3 separate regions of the Mus musculus genome follow, and all the other regions are linked to region 3. Evidence: chromatin contacts called from public HiChIP or PLAC-seq and promoter capture Hi-C data. All regions are on one chromosome and are shown on one strand. Each heading gives the region's core, a stretch centred on a gene start, on an enhancer-like site or on the middle of the called end of the contact. The rest is flanking DNA. Distances are from core to core; before and after follow the strand shown.

The links. Promoter capture Hi-C pulls out the DNA fragments that hold promoters and counts their contacts. HiChIP or PLAC-seq counts read pairs in DNA pulled down with a chosen protein or histone mark.
Region 1: a promoter capture Hi-C map of liver shows a contact between it and region 3, with 4 times the contacts expected there. The contact joins the promoter of Tnks here to the promoter of Eri1 in region 3. A contact is called at or near these places in 12 of 39 promoter capture datasets (the HPC-7 cell line, HPC-7-derived erythroid cells, cranial neural crest and 8 more), 5 of 484 Hi-C or Micro-C datasets (CD4 T cells, CD8 T cells, natural killer cells and 2 more), 18 of 115 datasets of contacts at active chromatin or transcription factors (the 230-238 cell line, the SCID.adh cell line, acute myeloid leukemia and 11 more) and 4 of 9 other capture datasets (adipose tissue, liver, macrophages and 1 more).
Region 2: a FOXA1 HiChIP or PLAC-seq map of pancreatic cancer cells shows a contact between it and region 3. The contact joins the enhancer-like site here to the promoter of Eri1 in region 3. A contact is called at or near these places in 4 of 39 promoter capture datasets (frontonasal cranial neural crest, liver, neural stem cells and 1 more) and 4 of 115 datasets of contacts at active chromatin or transcription factors (acute myeloid leukemia, pancreatic cancer cells, pro-B cells and 1 more).

What each region holds. Positions count from the first base shown.
Region 1 is chr8:34,964,317-34,967,016 of GRCm38.p6, forward strand. It overlaps Tnks (tankyrase, TRF1-interacting ankyrin-related ADP-ribose polymerase), which reads right to left and starts at 1,374. Exons shown (of 27, transcript NM_175091.3): 1 at 698-1,374. The coding sequence starts at 1,349.
Region 2 is chr8:34,946,475-34,949,174 of GRCm38.p6, forward strand. The region is part of intron 1 of Tnks (tankyrase, TRF1-interacting ankyrin-related ADP-ribose polymerase); the gene reads right to left. Among named protein-coding and RNA genes, the nearest start is that of Tnks, 18 kb to the right of the region's middle. Within about 2 kb of position 1,332, at least 48 of the 459 cell types and tissues checked have an H3K27ac peak or open chromatin away from gene starts, as enhancers often do. A contact at or near this core is called in pancreatic cancer cells, where this site is marked.
Region 3 is chr8:35,494,108-35,496,807 of GRCm38.p6, forward strand. Eri1 (exoribonuclease 1) reads right to left here and starts at 1,426. Exons shown (of 7, transcript NM_026067.3): 1 at 1,165-1,426. The coding sequence starts at 1,260. It overlaps Gm51568 (a long non-coding RNA gene), which reads left to right and starts at 1,419. Exons shown (of 2, transcript XR_003947532.1): 1 at 1,419-2,700.

The DNA.
Region 1 (2,700 bases), core at 124-2,623, 530 kb before region 3:
CAAACAACCTCTCATCTTTGTCTCTAAGAAAATGAGCTGAGAGACAAGGTAAATACACAATGGACCTCAAAGCTGCGCCCTCGCTCTCGCTCTCTCTCTCGCTCTCTGTCTCTCTCTGCCCCTTATCATAAGGCACACAATACCCTTATCACTACTGTCTCCGACTGGCCCGCTGTAGTCTCTCCAAACAGACAGTCGACTTCATAGAAAACGTGACGTTTCACAAACCCCATTGTCTTGCGTTGTGTATCTTAAGAATATGAGAGATTCTTAAAACACTTGTTGAGTTACCGTACACTTCTTTTGGCCCGGGACTGTCTGTCCTCCGGGGACAAAACCGTGCCGAAAACAAAAACAAAAACAAAACTGTCTCACGAACGACAAAGCTGTCCCTAAAGCGACTCAAATGCAACTTGTCCCAGGCAGGCACACTCTGAACTGAAAAAGTTTTAAGCATGCCCACATCCAGGGTTGACCGCTACACAGAGTTTGCATAAGTTGAAGTACCACGGTTGCAAACACTGAGGGGTGAATTCACACCTCGTCCCCGCTTCCAAGTCCCCACCACCCATGCACTAAAAACTTCAGCTCTCGGGGTGAAGTCCTGCTAACAACCTGTAACTTCTTTGTCCTGGGTCCAATCACCCACCCTCCGCTCCGAACCCCGTAAACCACAATTCTCAAGTCCCAGACAGACCTGCTGCGAAGTGCAGGGGAGAAGACTTTCGGCCGGCCATGTCCTTGGCATTCACGTTCGCGGCGTCCACCAACCTCTTCACCCGGGACACGTCCCCATTCCGACAGGCCTCGAGCAGCTCCCGCAGGGCCCCACTCACGGCTGGGACCCCCGGGCCGAGGCCCGCCGCCCCGGCTCCCAAAGTTGCCGTGGAGCCAACTCCGGCCGCCTCGGGACTCTCCGCTAAGCTCGAGCCAGGGGAGGACGGGGAGGAAGACGAAGACGAAGTCGGGGAAGAAGCGGACGACGCGGAGTTGTTCCCGCCGCCGCCGCCGCCGCCGGCTGGGGTGGGAGCGACCCCGACGGCGGCGGAAGCTGCCGGGACCGCGGCCGGAGCAGCCACGGTGCAGACGGCGCCGTCCACCGGGTCGGGAGATCGCGGCCTGTCGGGCGGGTCCCGGCTGCCATCCCCCTCCGGCAGCGCCAGGCCGTGCCGCGGGGAGGCGAAGGGCGCCAGGCCGCCGGCCGTAGGCGAGGCAGGGGTGGGTCCCGGGGCCAAGCCCGGGCTGAGCGGCGGGGGAGGTGGCGGTGGCGGAGCCGAAGCCCCTGGGGCGGGCTGGAGCTGTTGCTGATGATGGTGGTGATGATGCTGAGAGCGACGCGACGCCGCCATCTTCCCACTCCCCCGTACTGTCACTGCGGCAACGGCGCCACCGCCCGCCCTCACTTCCGGATTCTGGACCAATCGGGATCCAACATACCCGGAAATGATTCCTGCCGAAGTGGGTGGAGTCCGAGAGAAGAAGGGAAGTATTGGAAGCTCAGAGAACAACCAGCCTGGGGGCGTGGCTTAGTAGTGGAGCGACGGGCTTTTGTGACGCCCTGGCGGGCTGGCTGGGCAGATTTGAAAGTTGTGGTGAGCCACTACCTGTCTGAGAAACTTCTGCCTTCCTTCACTTTCTGCGGGATTGCTTCGGTCGGCTTCAGTCTTCCCTCGGGTACCCGTCAGTCTGCGGTGTCTCCCTTCAGAAGAAGCTATTAAAGTGTAACTTATGCAAACATCTACCAAACGTCCTCGTCCGAAAATGGAATTAATAGTACCCACCTCACAAAGTTGTTTGCAGGAATGAAGTGAGCTAATGCATACAAACGCTCTGAAGAATAATTATAATTAGCACATTGGGAATATTTTTAAATGCAGTGTTAGATATCTCTCCACCTTACTGTCTCTTTGTACTGTCTCTTACGTCTCATTCTGACACGGGACAGGAGGGAAGGATAAGGGAACTTTATTCTCTAAGAGCATTTGTACTTAATACCGGAGAAAGGAATCCATGCACATACACACTGTCAATAGCTCAGTGTTGGGGTCTGAGAGTCGGATTATTGAATTTATACCCTAATACTGATTAGATCATGGACATAGCTCAGAATTATCTGAACTACATTATCTTTTTCTGTCAGCTTATAAAGGAAAACACACACACACAAACGACAATGAGATCTTTCTCAGGTGCAGGAAGTTCTGCCAGGTGATCAGGTCTGATTTAAGCCATTTTTGACATAACAGTTCATAATGACCTTTAATTTGATGGGCCCTATGTAAAGCTTTGTGGAATTCCTTAAGATTAACAAACCTCAGGACATACAGAACATAACAGGGGATGTGACCAGCATGACCCTTCTCTGAGTCAAACTATTTTTCTATGTCAAAGGCTGGTAGGCATATTACAGCAACAATATGAAATAGCTGGCAAGCATGGAACAAAATGGCCGCAACTATGCTAGTGGGTCAGGAGGACACACCGCTTGGTTTGTCTCTTCAGAGTTAAATCTGACTAAGGATGCTCTGAGAGGCATGCAAGACTCACTGGCATTGGGAGTATGCAAACCTAACTAGACAGAGAATAAGAAGGGACAGGAATGAGCAATGGGGGAGCGGGGTGGGGGAGGGGGAGCACCAGACGAGAATCTCGGAGACTGAGCAGACCACATGACATGAGAGACGTGGCCGTACTCTGGAA
Region 2 (2,700 bases), core at 82-2,581, 550 kb before region 3:
AGGGAGAGAATGCTAAAGTACAGAGAACTAAAGGAGTGCTTTCTCCAAACCCAACAGAGAAACTACCAGAAACAAAAAAGGTAAGAAACAGGGAGTAAAAATAAACTGTCCCAAGAAAAAAAGATGGTTAAATTCCAACGCAAAAAGATTAGCTCAACAGCAGAAGGTAATTATCCTGCCTAGGCAGGCGATGGACCAGAGAAGGCCTACACTCAACACCAGCACTGTGTCTCCTTTGCTGCTGTGAATATGAAGACAGGATTTCCCACTGCAGCGCTAGCCAAAAGTAGAGGGATATATCAAGGGGAAATACTGCAATCGGACCAGAGGGCCAAGTGCACAATTACATCGAAGGTGACAGCATTTTTAAAAAGCAAAGTTTGGAAAATGGTGATAAAAGAAATCACACTGGGGCGTTCGCTCTCTGTCCTAGCCCCATCTATCGCCATTTTCCACAACCTAGAATGCATACTTCACTCCTCAGCCCAAGCTCCTTAAGAACTCTTCCAGGAGGCTCTGAAACAGGTACAAAAGGCAAGCATTCAGTAAGATACCAGAGTAATGAGGGTAGGAAGAGAAGAAGCTCTGCAAAAATGACACTTCTCACAGCTGACGGAAGTTCTAACTTCCAGACTTCGGGAGCTCACAGGTTGCAGTGAGGACAGACAGACACTACAGAAGCAGTCTAACGTCAACTACTAAAAACTTCCTAAGTCCTTCAGAAAGAAAATGCAGAACAACAAGAAAACGAAAACTAAGTGGAGAATAGAAACAGTGGCACACACACACACACACCAATGCATCAGAAGGCAGAAAACTGCCACCACTTGGAATCTGTCAGTAGTTTTCAGTCCACCCTCCTTTATCTCAGAGAGCTACAGACAGTGGAGAAAGAAAACACTAAATGCAACCCAATGAATAAATCATAATTAGAAGCCCAGAGAAAAAACACACAAAAACACTAATACAATTTTTAAAAACCCTCAAGCTTTATTTTATCTTAATTCTAAGCAACTGAACCATTTTTAGAATAGTTCTTTAAATCTATACCTCTCAGTGCACAGCAAAGCAAACTCTAGAAAGACTAACATAAAATGAAGAAAGAGTGTCGGTAGACACATCACCTCAGGGGAAAAGGAGACAAAAAAAAAGCTTTAAAGGCAGTAAATCTAGGGAATTGATAGATTAAATAAAAACAGAACAATAGCTATTTAGAGTGACTACAAAAATGCACAGACCAAAAAAAATTCCACAACCAAATGGCCAAGGGCAGGGAAAAAAAGGATTAATCACAACCAATGACTCACTAGAAATGTAAATTAAAACAAATATAGTATTTGTTTGCTTTATTACAACACTGAGCCTGCAAGATGGCTCAGTGAGTAAAAACTCTTGTCACCAAAGTCTTGTGGCAGAAGGAGAACACTAACTCCGACAAGTTGTCTTCCGACCTCCACACGTGTGCATGACACAAGCACCTCACCTCCGAAAACAAATATAATAAACATGTGAAAGCTACACAGAACTGTTCCTAAGAGCACTGTGCACACAGCCAACAATATCCAGATGCAGCAGTCACAGCAGATTGTACACAACACTAAAAACCAACAAACCACTGCCCTTTGACAGCCAAACCACACACAACAAGTAACAAGATAGAATCCTCTCGCCAAGTTCAAAAGCTGACTGCACTACCCTATGTGTGGTTAAGGGCTAGACATTCAGACAGGCTTGCAGCTGCAGATGGACTGATTCTTAATCCGGGTGCCTGTTACACCCAGGCATAAACTCTGAAAATTCGCCTTATAATATACTATGATTTGCGCTTATCTGTGTTTACTGCATCTCAAAAACAAACTCCTATGTAAGGTGTAAGGACTGTGTGAGGAACATAAACTAGCATAGTCTCTTGAAAAAGCCAATCCAGCAGCACAGACTGACAAGCCAAGCTCTGGGATTCTACGTGCAGCACTTTACAGCACTGTCACGAGGAGTTTCAGTAACTGTGTCTACTCACTGCACAGACTCAGCACCCAGGGCTCCTCTAAGTACTCTCTAAGGAACACAGGACTGTTTCTCCTCCAATATAAAACCACTTGAAAGGTTCATGCACAGCGGTCACAGCACCTCACTAAACACGGGAGTCTTAACTGAATTTTATGCATCCTCCAACAATGATCCTCAATTTTGCACATGAATGAAAACAGCGAAGAGAGATTTTTAAAAGACCGAGCTTACCCTACACCAGTAATATAATCAGCCCAGGACTAGAAATCTGCTCCCAAAAAGTATGGGCATCTCCTGGGGCTTGGTAAAAAGGTGAATTATCAAGCTCTGCTACAGACTAACCAGAAGAGAAACTCTAGGGTGTGGCACAGAAACAAACCTTCCAGTTTGAGAACTATGATTGTACAGCTGCAGGAATGTATAATTCTCCTGAAAATTACACATAAACTGTGGTGTATACAAGACTATCCACACTCATCAGCAGATTCTTAAAGCCATGTTAACAAAATTACGAGCTCCTTGTATTAATCAGCACATTTCACACTACTCACTGTGGGTTCCTAGTGATCTGGACCATCCTTTCTGGGCTCTGAGAAGTTCAAACTGTGAAACAATACTAAGATGATCTTGCTTTCCTCACTGCCAATAGTGACGGTGCTTGATTCTGTAGCATCATGCCTTGGTCATTCAGAA
Region 3 (2,700 bases), core at 176-2,675:
CTGCAAATTAAAATTAGCTTTCGAACCGACTTAGATGATATTGTCAACAACGTATGTTAAAATGAAAGGGGCATCTTTCCAGAGAGGGCAGATGGAAGCGTCTTCAGCCTTCCAAAGTACCTACCAACAAAGGGAATAATCTGGAAAGATCCAGAGAAGCATGCTCCGGACAAGAGGAGCACAAGATCCTTACGTTACAAAACACTCCACGATAAAAGAACACAAGGAAGCCAGAGTGGACGAAGATGTGTATATGAACTGAGCAGAGGGGCAAACTGAAGAAGGCACGGAATGCGCAGCGCAACCTCGGCACAGACTGTCAAAAGGAAACTCTAGAGGCCTGATAGACAGCTTAACCATGAAGAACAAACTCTGCTCTTCCCCAAGACCCATACCTCCTTTCCTGGTCTTCAGAGGCACCTGCGCACACACACACATTTTAAAAAATAATATTTAAAAGGCTATTCTGGCTACTACACGAAGGTGTAAATGGAAAGAATAAAGGCATTGGGACGCCTCTATGGAATACCCACCTTCTGACATTTTGGTTTTTGAGCCTAGCCTTTCACACCCAAGCCATCTATCTCTCTACCCTGCCAATGAATGAATAACCTGGGTGTCAGTACTCAACTCCTCTTACGAAAAAGCGACAGAATTTAGCATCTCGCTCACAACCCGCGGCGCTAGCCAACACTAATTCATCAAGATGAAAAACAGAAGTCCGGGGATCATCTCCTGATCTTGCCCATGCCGTGAGGAAGTAGCAAATCACTTAGAAAGCCGGTCGTGGCAGGGTTCTGGGCGAGACAGTAGGGGACGGGGAAAGACCGGGGGAGGGTCCTCTCGGGAACAGATGCACCTCGGGGTGCAGAGGGCAGTGGGCCGTCTGGGGCTGGGAAGACACGGGCTGTCCGAGCACCCCGAAAGGCTTGCCGCCGCATCTGGCGGGGAGGGTGGGCGCTGGAGAGAACCCAGCCAATCAGCGCCACGGGGCTGATGGAACGGCAGTGCGCCCGCGCGCGCCGAATGTTTACGCGGAATTCTCACTCGGAACTTCCCGCCTGACCTCCTCCCTCTCGAGGCCGACGATGCTCGCCCCGACTAGGACGGAGCAGGGGAGCGAGCGAGGCCGCCCCGCACGCGCGCGCGAGCTCCCGACCTCACCTCCACGCTCAGCGGCCGGGACTCCTCACACTCCGGCCGCGGCGTCTTCTGCTGCGCCGCGTCGCCGCCACGCTCCCGGCCCCGCTCGTCCTCCATGCCGCCTCTCGCGGGCCGCGAGACGGCCGCGGACGCTCACTGTCGGTCCACCGAGACCCGCGGGAAGCCGCCTCGCTCTCTCCCTTGAAAAACTACCGCGCTTCACGTTCCCGCGGCGGCCGCCACACAAACTCCGCCGGACGCCTCCTACTTCCGGGAGCGTGTGGCGTTGTCACGCCGCGCAGGCGCAGTGGGCGGGTCCCCTCCTTTTTCTCCCCGCGCGCGCGCGGTAGGACGGCGGCGGGAGAGAGCCCGGGAGGCGAGCGATTTGGGGAAGTGGGCGTGGGTAGCCCGCAGGTTCGAAAATGGTGCTGCGCCGGTTGCCTGGGATGCGCGCGTGAAGCTGCCCTAATTAGTGTTTGCTGCAAGTTCTAAGGTCTTTCCTCCCAGTAACTCAAAATCTATTTACTTTTTTTCCCCCACTGTAGCAGAAGCTGCTTTGACAACGACCAGTGTAGTCTATGTATGCCCTTCTGCAGATGCGTTCCTAGGGTCTAGATTCCACAACGCTGAAATCTACAGGATTGCATCCTTTCCAATGCTGTTTGGCATTTGGGGACGTTTTTAAAAATCATTTTCATTCGTCTCCACCCCCCCCCCTTGTGTTTATGGGTGTTTTACCTGCGAGCATGTCTGCACCGCGTGTGTGCAGTACCCCAGGGAGGCTGAAGAGAGCGTTGTCCCTGGGATTGGAGTTAGAACCCAACATGGGAGTTGCCATGTGGGTGTTTTTGAGAGGCGAAGGAAGAAACTACCATTCCAACTTAAGTGTCTGGGCAAGATGAACTTTACTCTTTATCAAGCGGGTATGCTCGAAGAGTGAATACATACAAGTCAGGAAGTGTGTTTGGTGATTATTTTAACTTAGGGTGTGGCCTGTGTGTGTCTCTTCCTCCTGATTTGAGGTCCCGTTGTTTCACAGCCTGATTTGATTGGCTAGTCTGAAAAGAATTGGTGCACAGGAAGTGGAGGATGGGGAAAGGGGCCATTGGAATAAAGGAGCAGTTCTTTGAGTAAACAGTAGTTTTTCTGGATCTGAAGGATCGAAACATTTTCATTAAAAGTCTCACAAGGTGGAGGAAGATAAAAAGATTTCAATTCTTTGTCTTAAACCCAAGTTTTATAGTATCCATAGAAAAGACTTGTGGTGGTTTAAATATGCTTGGCCCAGGGAGTGGCACTATTAGTAGATGTGGCCTTGTTGGAGGAAGTCTGTCACTGTGGGCATGAGCTTTAAGACCCTCATTCATGCTGGCTGCCTGAAAGTCAGTCTTCTCCTGTTTGCATTTGGAGCAAGATGTTGAACTCTCAGCTTCTCCTGTACCATGCCTGCCTGGATGGTGCCATGCTCCCACTTTGATGATAATGGACTGAACCTCTGAACCTATAAGCCAGCCCCAATTAAACGCTATCCTTCTAAGAGTTGCCTTGGTCATGGTT